Regions from separate parts of the Sus scrofa genome. Here regions 1 and 3 are each linked to region 2. A link is a contact called in public HiChIP or PLAC-seq data. All regions are on one chromosome and are shown on one strand. The core of a region is the stretch at or near the end of the contact, and the rest is flanking DNA. Distances in the headings are between cores, read along the strand shown. Region 1 overlaps MGAT5 (alpha-1,6-mannosylglycoprotein 6-beta-N-acetylglucosaminyltransferase A). Region 2 overlaps MGAT5 (alpha-1,6-mannosylglycoprotein 6-beta-N-acetylglucosaminyltransferase A). Region 3 overlaps MGAT5 (alpha-1,6-mannosylglycoprotein 6-beta-N-acetylglucosaminyltransferase A).

Evidence for each region. HiChIP or PLAC-seq counts read pairs in DNA pulled down with a chosen protein or histone mark.
Region 1: a contact with region 2 is called in an H3K27ac HiChIP or PLAC-seq map of alveolar macrophages. The contact joins two enhancer-like sites. A contact is called at or near these places in 2 of 2 datasets of contacts at active chromatin or transcription factors (alveolar macrophages and skeletal muscle).
Region 3: an H3K27ac HiChIP or PLAC-seq map of alveolar macrophages shows a contact between it and region 2. The contact joins two enhancer-like sites. A contact is called at or near these places in 2 of 2 datasets of contacts at active chromatin or transcription factors (alveolar macrophages and skeletal muscle).

The regions. Positions count from the first base shown.
Region 1 is chr15:17,647,471-17,650,373 of Sscrofa11.1, forward strand. All of the region lies in intron 10 of MGAT5 (alpha-1,6-mannosylglycoprotein 6-beta-N-acetylglucosaminyltransferase A), which reads right to left. Among named protein-coding and RNA genes, the nearest start is that of MGAT5, 270 kb to the right of the region's middle. Within about 2 kb of position 1,626, at least 14 of the 83 cell types and tissues checked have an H3K27ac peak or open chromatin away from gene starts, as enhancers often do. A contact at or near this core is called in alveolar macrophages, where this site is marked.
Region 2 is chr15:17,783,836-17,787,124 of Sscrofa11.1, forward strand. All of the region lies in intron 1 of MGAT5 (alpha-1,6-mannosylglycoprotein 6-beta-N-acetylglucosaminyltransferase A), which reads right to left. Among named protein-coding and RNA genes, the nearest start is that of MGAT5, 130 kb to the right of the region's middle. Within about 2 kb of position 1,311, at least 6 of the 83 cell types and tissues checked have an H3K27ac peak or open chromatin away from gene starts, as enhancers often do. A contact at or near this core is called in alveolar macrophages, where this site is marked.
Region 3 is chr15:17,600,049-17,603,329 of Sscrofa11.1, forward strand. All of the region lies in intron 11 of MGAT5 (alpha-1,6-mannosylglycoprotein 6-beta-N-acetylglucosaminyltransferase A), which reads right to left. Among named protein-coding and RNA genes, the nearest start is that of MGAT5, 320 kb to the right of the region's middle. Within about 2 kb of position 1,358, at least 12 of the 83 cell types and tissues checked have an H3K27ac peak or open chromatin away from gene starts, as enhancers often do. A contact at or near this core is called in alveolar macrophages, where this site is marked.

The DNA of each region.
Region 1 (2,903 bases), core at 376-2,875, 140 kb before region 2:
AGGGTTCTTTTATACATAAAAGAAAAGTTGGATTGATGGATAGAGAAAATATAGACAATGGACTGGTAGGTCACAGAAAGATAAAGCACACTGTTAATTGTGGAGTCTAGGCTGTAGGTTTCTATTTCACATTTCTTTCACTTTCTTTATATTTCAATTTTTTTTTTTTAAACAAACAGGGAAGAATGCCGTTCATGGCTTTCACAATGTTGATGCCGATTCTGATGATGACAGAACCAGCATGACAGAAAAAACTACCAAAAAATAAAGTTACATCACACAAGAAACAATTCCATTTCAAACACTGTACCGTTGTGATGTTATGCGTCAAATTTCATCAAAAGTGACTTTTTTTCCACCCAGTGGTAATGATGCTGGGCTCTTTGAGAAGCAGGAGGCTGGGATACAGGCAGGGGAAACTATTATGTACAGTTGAGCTGAAAAGATGAGTGTCTGAACTGTTGACAGAAGGTACACCAGGGTAAATTTTTCAAGTGTCAAAAAGCAATTTAGGAAGGAATGGACTCTTTAGAAGAATGTCACTCCTGAAGGCTGAGGCTCAGACTGAAGGAGTTGCAAGGTTGATCCTATTACTCACTGGTCTGCACAGAAATAAAAGGCAAAAGCCTTCCTGATCCAAGTTAAAGGCCAAAAAGGCGGTTTGAATCACAAATAGCTCTTTGGCTTGTCAGGCCCTAAAAATAAAGTCATACACGGAAGCCAGAGATCCTCAGCTAAGACCAACACCTTTGTTTCTGGCATGAAAAAGGACTGGCTCATTTCTAAAATTCTGTTCTGTCAGACAAAATTTGGGGTCTACAAGCCACTATTTTGATCTGATTGCACTTAGTAAACATGACTGTGAACCCCAAATCCTTGAAGAAGTTCAAAGAGTTAGAATGTCAATGAAAACAACCCCTTGTGAAAACACAATCATGAGACTAAACCCTATGGGAAGACAAAGGGGGAGTAACCTGAGGCCGTTGGCTCCAAGAAGCTTCTGTAAACTTAGATTTGTGCCCTTCTTCCCTTCCCTACATTGCTTCGTGGACTGAAAACAGGACAGGCATTATCATTCAATTTAATTTAATTCAGTCTGTAAATATTTTCTGAATGCCTACTCTGTGCCAGACATTCTTCAAAATGTTGGAGTCTCAGCAATGAACAAAACAGACAGGACCCCTACTAATATTATTTCCAATTCCAGTGGAGAAAAAGAGAAAATAATAGTCCATGGAACATAAATGCTGCATGGTAATACAGCTACAGAGGAAAATAAAGCAGGCAAGAGGCCTGAGAATTTGGGAGAGAAAGGGGTTAAATTTAAAAAAAAAAGGTGTGTGTATGTGGGGGGAGGTGTCAAGGTTAGTTTCATTAAAGTGACATTTGAGTTAAAGTAAGTCCTGAAGGAGGAAGAGAGGAATATTCCAGAAGGTGGAACCACCAATGCAAAGGTGCTTCGTAGGAGTGTGCCTGGCCCACCTAAGAAACAGTAAGGAGGTTAGAGGTTAGGGAGCAAGAAGATGTGCAGTAAGAGCTGAGGTCGGGGTAGCAGGACCCGACCACACCAGGCCTTGAGGCTACTGGGGTGACTCATCTTTCTTTCAGCCAGAGGCCACATCATGGTGGGTGACAATGTGATTTATATTTTCATGAACTCAACTTCATTCTGTAGTTGGGTCTATTTGTTCTTTCTTTACTAATGCCAAAAATATTAATCACCAGTGACATTACAACTGCAAGTCCTAAAGATTCAGCAGTGACCACGCTGGTGAAAATCACAAAGTGGGCCCCAAGCTGGGACAGGGGTGCATGGCTCCTGGAAGGAGGGCTTTCCGGAGGACAGGACACCTCCCTGCAGGGTGGGCAAGGAGGTGGTGGGGAACGAGGGATGGGGCTATAGACAGGGAACAGTGCATGCCATGGCCTGGGTATCAGAGAGGACCTGGTACCCAGGGAGACATCTAAACACGGAGAGGAGGCAGGACAACATCAGAGGAGCCAGCAGGGGCAAGATGCTGTAACAAAAGGAAAGGGGCTGGGGGTGAAACAGGGAGGCTCTGAACGAACACTTCAGAACCCCCAACTGCTCCTTGCTCAACTCCCAAATTTCCATGTGCCAAGAAATACTGAATGTCCCCCGGTCTGGACTATAACTATACAATGTGAGCACCCAGAAGGCAAATCCTCAAGAGTACTTAAAAATAGCTTAAGTGGAAATAAACCAATCCAATCAGACTTTGCTGAGAGTGTCGGAAATGTTCCACGACAGTGATACGAACAGGGAGGCTGCTAAGCAGACAAATGAAGGTTACTGAAACTTTTCAACGCTTGGAGGTAAATATAAATTTGAGATTCAAGGTGCCTGAAACCGGGAATGAGGAATCTGGTCGTCTCTGGGATTGCTACGTTCAGCCACAGTCTCCAGGGCAAGAGAGGAAATAACACAATAAAATAGAGATGTTTCATCACGGCTGATGTTTTTACATAAGTCAGATGAAGTTGTGCAAGAGGGCGCCATGCAAATGATGAGAACTATGCAAACACAGGATAATTCAAGGTGCAAGATACCAACTTCAGGGTTTTATTTTCTCTTGAAAATGTTATAGGCAGATGTCATCTCTATTTTTTTTTTTTTTTTTCCTGTGTAGGCAGATTCCTTTCATTTGTTTACTGAGGGATAATCACCTTGTTGGAGACTGAGAAAAAATAAAAAAAGAATGCCTTTAGGAGTTTAGAAAAAGTGGTATGCACAGCTGACTAAAGGCCAACTGATATAGTGCCTAAAAACAGGGTCAAGCCAAATCCCTGGAAAGCCCAGAAAAATCCAGAATTAATTCTCAACAAGAAACAGCAAAAGTCTCCCCAAATAAATACAAGGTCCACTTGACAGACTATAAAAC
Region 2 (3,289 bases), core at 61-2,560:
TTGCCATGAGCTATGGTGTAGGTTGCTGATGTGGCTCAGATCTAGCGTGGCTGTGGCTGTGGCGTAGGCCTAGTCTGGGAACTTCCATATGCCGCACTTGTGGCCCTTAAAAAAAAAAAAAATCCAACTGGGGAGACTTTTTAATGACAAATGCCAGCCCACCCACCTCCGCAAGATGATAATTCAACTGATCTGGGTAAGGCCAGGAAACCAGTGTAATTTTAAGCATATCCCCAAATTCTAAGCATGACTGAGCTCAAGTGTCCACCTTACCAGACAGATAATCAAAGTGAGCAAAGAGGAAAATAGAAGTAAAACAAGTCTGAGGGGAGAAGGTGGAAGATGAAGGAGGAAGGGGGCCATGAGGAACCACAGACCCATCTAGAGGTGGCAGCCACTTTGCAGCTCCAAACTTGGAAAAGCTGAGCGAAGACATTCTAGGGATGGTCAGATGTTCCAATCTTTCCAGAGAAGCCAGAAACCCAGAGTCCCGGGACAAATCTCTCTATCAATGTCTGCACAGATTTCCCTTTAGAAAAAATGTTCTGGGTGACTCAAGTTCAAAGGCATTTACAGTCTTGCTCACCTGCTCAGGCTACCTGATTACAGGTGTCTGTTACTTTATCCTAATTACAGAGCCATTCTTGACTTTCTAAACAGTAGCCACTATTGCTCTCAATCAAATACTGATTTCTGATCATCACTATCGAAGGCTTCAGAGCTCTAGCTTCTCGCTCACATGCTCTACCCAATACAAGTTTGTGGATTAGCCACACCTAATTGCCAAGCCTAAGAACATAGAAGGGAAGTCAAAAGTCATCTAGAAAGACAGATGCAGAACCCGGGATCTAGAAAAGCTAACAGACCTGCCCAGGACCACAAAGACTACTCAAGGTGGGGTGACCACATCTCTCTTGGTATTGGCATTGAAGTCCCCTGTCCTGGGAAACCAAGGCAAAGTGGGATGGTTGGTCTCCCTAGAAGAAGGTCAGAGCCACACCACTGTCCCCTATGCAGGCACTCCCATCAACCTGGAATTCCTGATACATATACACATTCTAGCTTCATGGGTTGCTCCCTGTTAAGATTCAAACTCCTTGAAGGAAGGGATTCAAATCCTGCAAATAAAGTACTTGATATTTGTTGGGAAAAGTCCTCGTGGCTCCTTGGTCAAGAGAGAAGCTCGCTGGTGTGGTAAAGCCCAGGCATCACTGCTCTGGGAATCTAAAAACCCAAGGCCTTGACCATCCATCAGAGCTTCCTTCTCAGCCCCTAGTAACTGCTTCACCACTTCACTGACAGAAAGCTTGAGTAACACAAAGAATGAATCAGATGAGTGACTTTCAGCTGCTTCCTTCTCTCCTCGGACCCACAAAAGCTCCCTCTTGCCCTAATGAGGTGATTACCCAGCATCAAGGGACATGGCATCCAGTGTGTTCTGAATTCTCCACTCAGAAGGCAGGCTCTCAGCCGTGAAAGAAGTCAGTCTTTGCAGCCTCTCGCAGATGCCTGCTTGGGAATTACTCAAGAGCGTCGGAGCTGAATCCAGAGTGTTTTGCGTGGACGGCGAGGCAATCTGGTGTGGCAATAAGATCTGGGTTCAAATCTAGCACTGACATGAATTGGCCATGAGCCCCTCCCTTTGGGAAGCAATGCAAATGGAGATCCAGCTTCTTGATCTGTGATACTTTCTACCTTCCAGGGTTTCAGTTTGCCAAGGGCCTGGCCCTTAATGAGTGATGGCTGTTTCTGAACGATCCCCAGGTCTCCTGTCAGGCCTCCACGGTCAGCTGGGGGATCTCCTGCTACTGTCTGATTTAAAAAAATACAACCAGCCTTCCTGACCTAGTTTTATTCTGAATCAGACAGTGGTTTTCTTACCGCCCCCCAAGTCCCCTTTCTCAAAAGATGCAAGCAAAGCTGTGTGAGACACAGAAAGTGGAGGCAAGTGTCAGCAAAATGTCACCACAACTGACACAAAGGATTTTTCTAGCCCGTCCAGTTTTGATGAGGAAAGCAGCAAGCCCGACTCCCAGTGTTGGTAAACATCACGCTTCAAAGAATTTCCTAGGTCAGCACCTCAAAGTCTGAAATCCGTTCCCCTGAATTCATTACAACCCCGAGTAACATGCCATCTCTCAGAGCAAAACTCTACTTTATGATTCACAGCATAGAGCCAGTCCCCTGTAGATGCTGTAGTTAAAATTACAACCAAAACAAGACCAAAAAAAAAAAAAAACAAGCCCTGGGCCCTTATGTTTTACAATCTAAACAAGATAAAACAAAGCAAGATTTATGCATGCCTGGGAAACAATTCACACGGACATCATTTTAAGCTAACTGTATCTTAGATATAAGAATAAACGGCCACCGTTGTACTAGCATGAAACCTGTTACGGCAGTTCTGACTTTTTACATAAGAAAGTTTGACCTTAGGTCACTGGATAAAATTACACAGCTCAAATTTATTCTTGGCAAGCTCTGTGGGGTATAATCCACTTTGCAAGGGGAAACAAGCAGTAGCTATCAAAATCCTATAGACACTCACCTACGACAAATACTACCACCACTTCCTCAACACTCACAGACTCGGGAATGGCCATGCCATTCTCAAATATCTCCACATGAAGTCAAGAAATAATCCAAGAATCCACGTAACAGGAAGTGTGACATTCTAACCTGACAAGAGAAATGGGCATTAAAAAGCATTACTTAGGTCTGTAGTCAATTTCTAGGTTTTGATATTATTCTAGAACACATAAGATGACACCATAAGGGGAAGTTGGGTCCACAAAACTGTGAATAGTCTTTCTGCAACTTCCTGTTAAATAATTATTTCAAAATAAAAAGTTGCCTTTTAAAGTGTTACTTACGGAGTTTCTTCCTGTTTGGGGATATTTTTCATAATACACAAGTCAAACCCCATTGCAAGTGCCCCCTTTCTACTTATGAGTCCAGGATGGGACTTACACCTAAATACTTTGAAAAGAGTCCACAGATGTTTCTGGAAAACCTCCCCTGTTCAATGAGAACCCCATTCAGTGTAAATCACTGGAGATTTTGAAGAGTGGAGGGACCGCCATATTTGATCTTGGCTGCAGGGTAGAGGGTTGAAGAGGATACAGCTGGAGCCTAGGAGCCCAGTGGGGAAGGAGGCCCATGCCATTCCGGGTGAGGATGGAGTCAGATCAAGGCCTCGACAGGGTGGCCGTCATGGTGGGTAGAAACCTGAAGAGGTCAAATCAGCAGGACAGTGAACAATGATGAAGTGGAGGGAATGGCAGGGAGG
Region 3 (3,281 bases), core at 108-2,607, 180 kb before region 2:
TGTGTTCTGTCTTTTCAGGGCTTCTCACATGGCATATGGAGGTTCCCAGGCTAGGGGTCTAATAGTAGCTACAGCTGCCAGCCTATAACACAGCCACAGCAATGCCAGATCCGAGCCACGTCTGCAACCTACAGCATAGCTCACGGCAATGCTGGATCCTGAACCCAATGAGCGAAGCCAGGGATCAAACCCACAACCTCGTGGTTCCTAGACAGATTTGTTTCCGCTGCACCATGATGGGAACTCCTCCTCCTGATTTTGGACACTGAGGCCCAGAGTCAAGGTGACACCCTGGAACTAGGAGTCTTGTTGATCCAAGAATTGGAGCAATATCACTCCCTAGAAAGCCTTTTCCTTCTCTGACTTAAGAAACTAAGGATGAAGGAATTTCTCTATTCCATAAACCCTATCACCTAAGATTTATTGAGACACAGCCAAAGGGGGCTTGCATGGGGTCATCACCCTGCAGCGTGCCACCTCCTCTGTCTCGGGGATGAGACCTGTCTCCAGAGGTCTCAGCCAGCAGCTTGCAACCCCTTAATGCTCTTGGTTTCCACTTCAATTTAAATTCCCATTAAAAAAAAACCCTCAAACTGATTAAAATTTCAATCTATGTTAACTCATCAGGAGGTGGGGAAAGGGAAGACAAGGCAAAGGAGAGAACAGGCTGCAGCAAAGGAGCAGGGCTTTCCCTGTTTCTTCAGCGGGGCCTGTGATTGTAGCTGGAGGCAGCTCTGTTTGCAGAACTGGTCACGAGATACTCAGAGCTTGAACAGAGAGCTTTAGGAAAACAATTCAATCTAGCCACATGTGCACATGACTTTAGCCAGGGGGAGGCAGAAGGCAGAACTGCAGAATGAGGAGCCTTTTCTTTTCCAGCTGGTGAATCGGGGGTATGGGAAGATTCTTTGGTGAATGGCAGTGTTCTCAGCTTTAGGGTGCAGTGGATGTTATGCACCCCCCGCCCCCCAGTCAACATCCCTGCTCCCTGTGCCCCATAGCAGATACACACACTGGTCTCCTGGACCCTACTTCCCTTCATCCTTGGGGCCCTTGTGACTTCCCATTTAAAACATAATAATTCTGCAGCCCTGCCCAGAGTTGGTTAGTCCGTGGAGAGTACCTGGTGAGCGCTGGCCCCGTGGGCGTCCTCCCCAGGGAGGGCTGGATGGATGCGAAGAGCCAATCCTCCCCAGAGCCAAAGCGGAGGGTTAGAAACCTGGCTGTGGAAGCCAGCAGCAGTCCCGCCACCTGGAGGTCAGGCTCCAGACAGAAAAAGAGAAAGTCCTCACAGAGAGGAAGCCAAGTGTGAGAGGGTGCAGGTCCCGGCCGGGGCTTGGTCCACAGTTCCCGGTAGATCTCTGTCTGGTGCGTGCCTGCCTTCCCCTGGGTCCTGAGAGTTTCCCAGTTCCAAGTGAGGAAAGCTGAGCTTCTGCCACTTCAACAGAAAGAACGTGGACGAGTACACTTGTGATCAGCTTCTTCATTTTGACCATCATGAGTTTTTAACCATTTTTAAAACAGTAGCTTCCTCTTCTTCTTTGACAAACACAGAAGTTGGTTTATTCCATAGCTTGAGAACAACTATTCAGTGATGAATCATATATTTTCCTTAGGAAACACAAGGCCATAGAGAATGCCTTGCCCCAAACTGGCCACTTTACTAACTGCTACTCAAGTATAAGTCCTGGAAAGGTTGGGGTTGGGTTTGTCGATTCTATTGCGTGAAGATCTTGTCTTTTGCCAGGCCAGCCTCCTCCATCCACGCTGGCACCACCCCACCCTGCTTGGACTGCTCACAGCCTCAGGGTGGGGCTCCCTGTCTGAATGGTGACACCCCTGAGCCTTCCCAGACTGACGGCTCTTCTTTCCCTTTCTCAGCAGGTGCTCCCATGAGCCAGGCTGCCCTCTACTCTCAGACTGGGAAGCAGGTACCCGAGGGGTGAAGGGCATGGCTTGGGGAGGCACAGGTCTCCATCCTGGAACAGCATCCCAGAGGAACGGGATACCAGGTCCCTGTGCCATGAACCAGGGCCAGAGAGAAGTGGGAAACAGGAGGGAGCCTCTTTTTTCTCTTCTACTGTCTATGCCAAGTAGAGTCAGTCTCTCCTTGCAAAGCTTCCAGGGGTTCTAGAGCACCCAGCACCCAGGCTGTGTCTGTGCAGCTCCTGGTGAAGCAGGAGCCAGAGTGGCCAGTCCCCATCACATCATCTCCTACTTCTACTGGCCTCCCTGCCTCTCCTCATCCTCACTGCTCTGGGCTTGCACCTCCTTCCCCCAGAAGCAGTCATACTTCCATCTTTGCCTCAGGCCCGGCTTTCTAGAACTCTGGGCTAAGACACTGTTTCCTGGCTTACAGCCCTTTCAACCCACCCTCTCCGGTGCCACAGTTTCCAGAAGGGAAGATTTGGTTGCCCTTTATTAAAGTTTTCAAAAGCAATGAGAGACCACCTCCTCGGCTAAGCACACACGACGGGTTTTCACAACCTGGGCTGTGAAGGGCCCTCGAACATCACCTCCTGCCACATCCTCTCCTCCTTTGCTTAAGGCCCACCTGCATTTACTCTGCATTCTCAAATCCCCCCTCCTCTTGGGTGTATCTGGCCTACCATGGCCTTCCTGAGATGCCCTTCCTTCCTCCCTCATTTTGTCTCCTGCCTGGACGCCTTCTCCCCTCATCCTTTACAAGTCCTGGGCTCACCCACGTGAAGTGAGCGGCTGCCTCCTCGCTGTCCTAGGTATTTTCCTGAGAGGTCCCTTCGGGCCGAGTTGTCACTGTGTGTCTCCACCCCGCGGGACTGTGAACTCACAAGGGCAGGACACTGTGTGTGCAGAGGTCTGGCACAGAGCAGGTGCTCCATAAACACACACTGGCTGTGTGAGGACGATAAAGAGGGCGTGTGAATCACAGGGCATTATGGGAAAGGAGTGTCAGGCTTGACCCAGCTCCTTCTGTCGGAGGTGGGGTGGTCCCGCCCATCTTCCTGGCCTGCTGCAGGGGCCAAGTTCTACATCAAAACCCACTCCTAGAAAATGAGTTTACAGTCCACGACTTTACCTAAGGGTGTACTTAAATCAAAATAAAATAAAAGGAGAGCTGCACACTTTAGAAGTTATATTTCATAGTGGATTCATCTTCCTTTTAACTTAGCGACCAAGTATAAGGTTCTCTCTTAGGAGTTGTGGGGTCAAAGAGAGGGAGGGAGGGAGAAAGACAAAAAAGAAACCACCTCATCTGTCTGCTCCTGAAGTCAAAAATTCAACAAAGATAAAAAATTCTT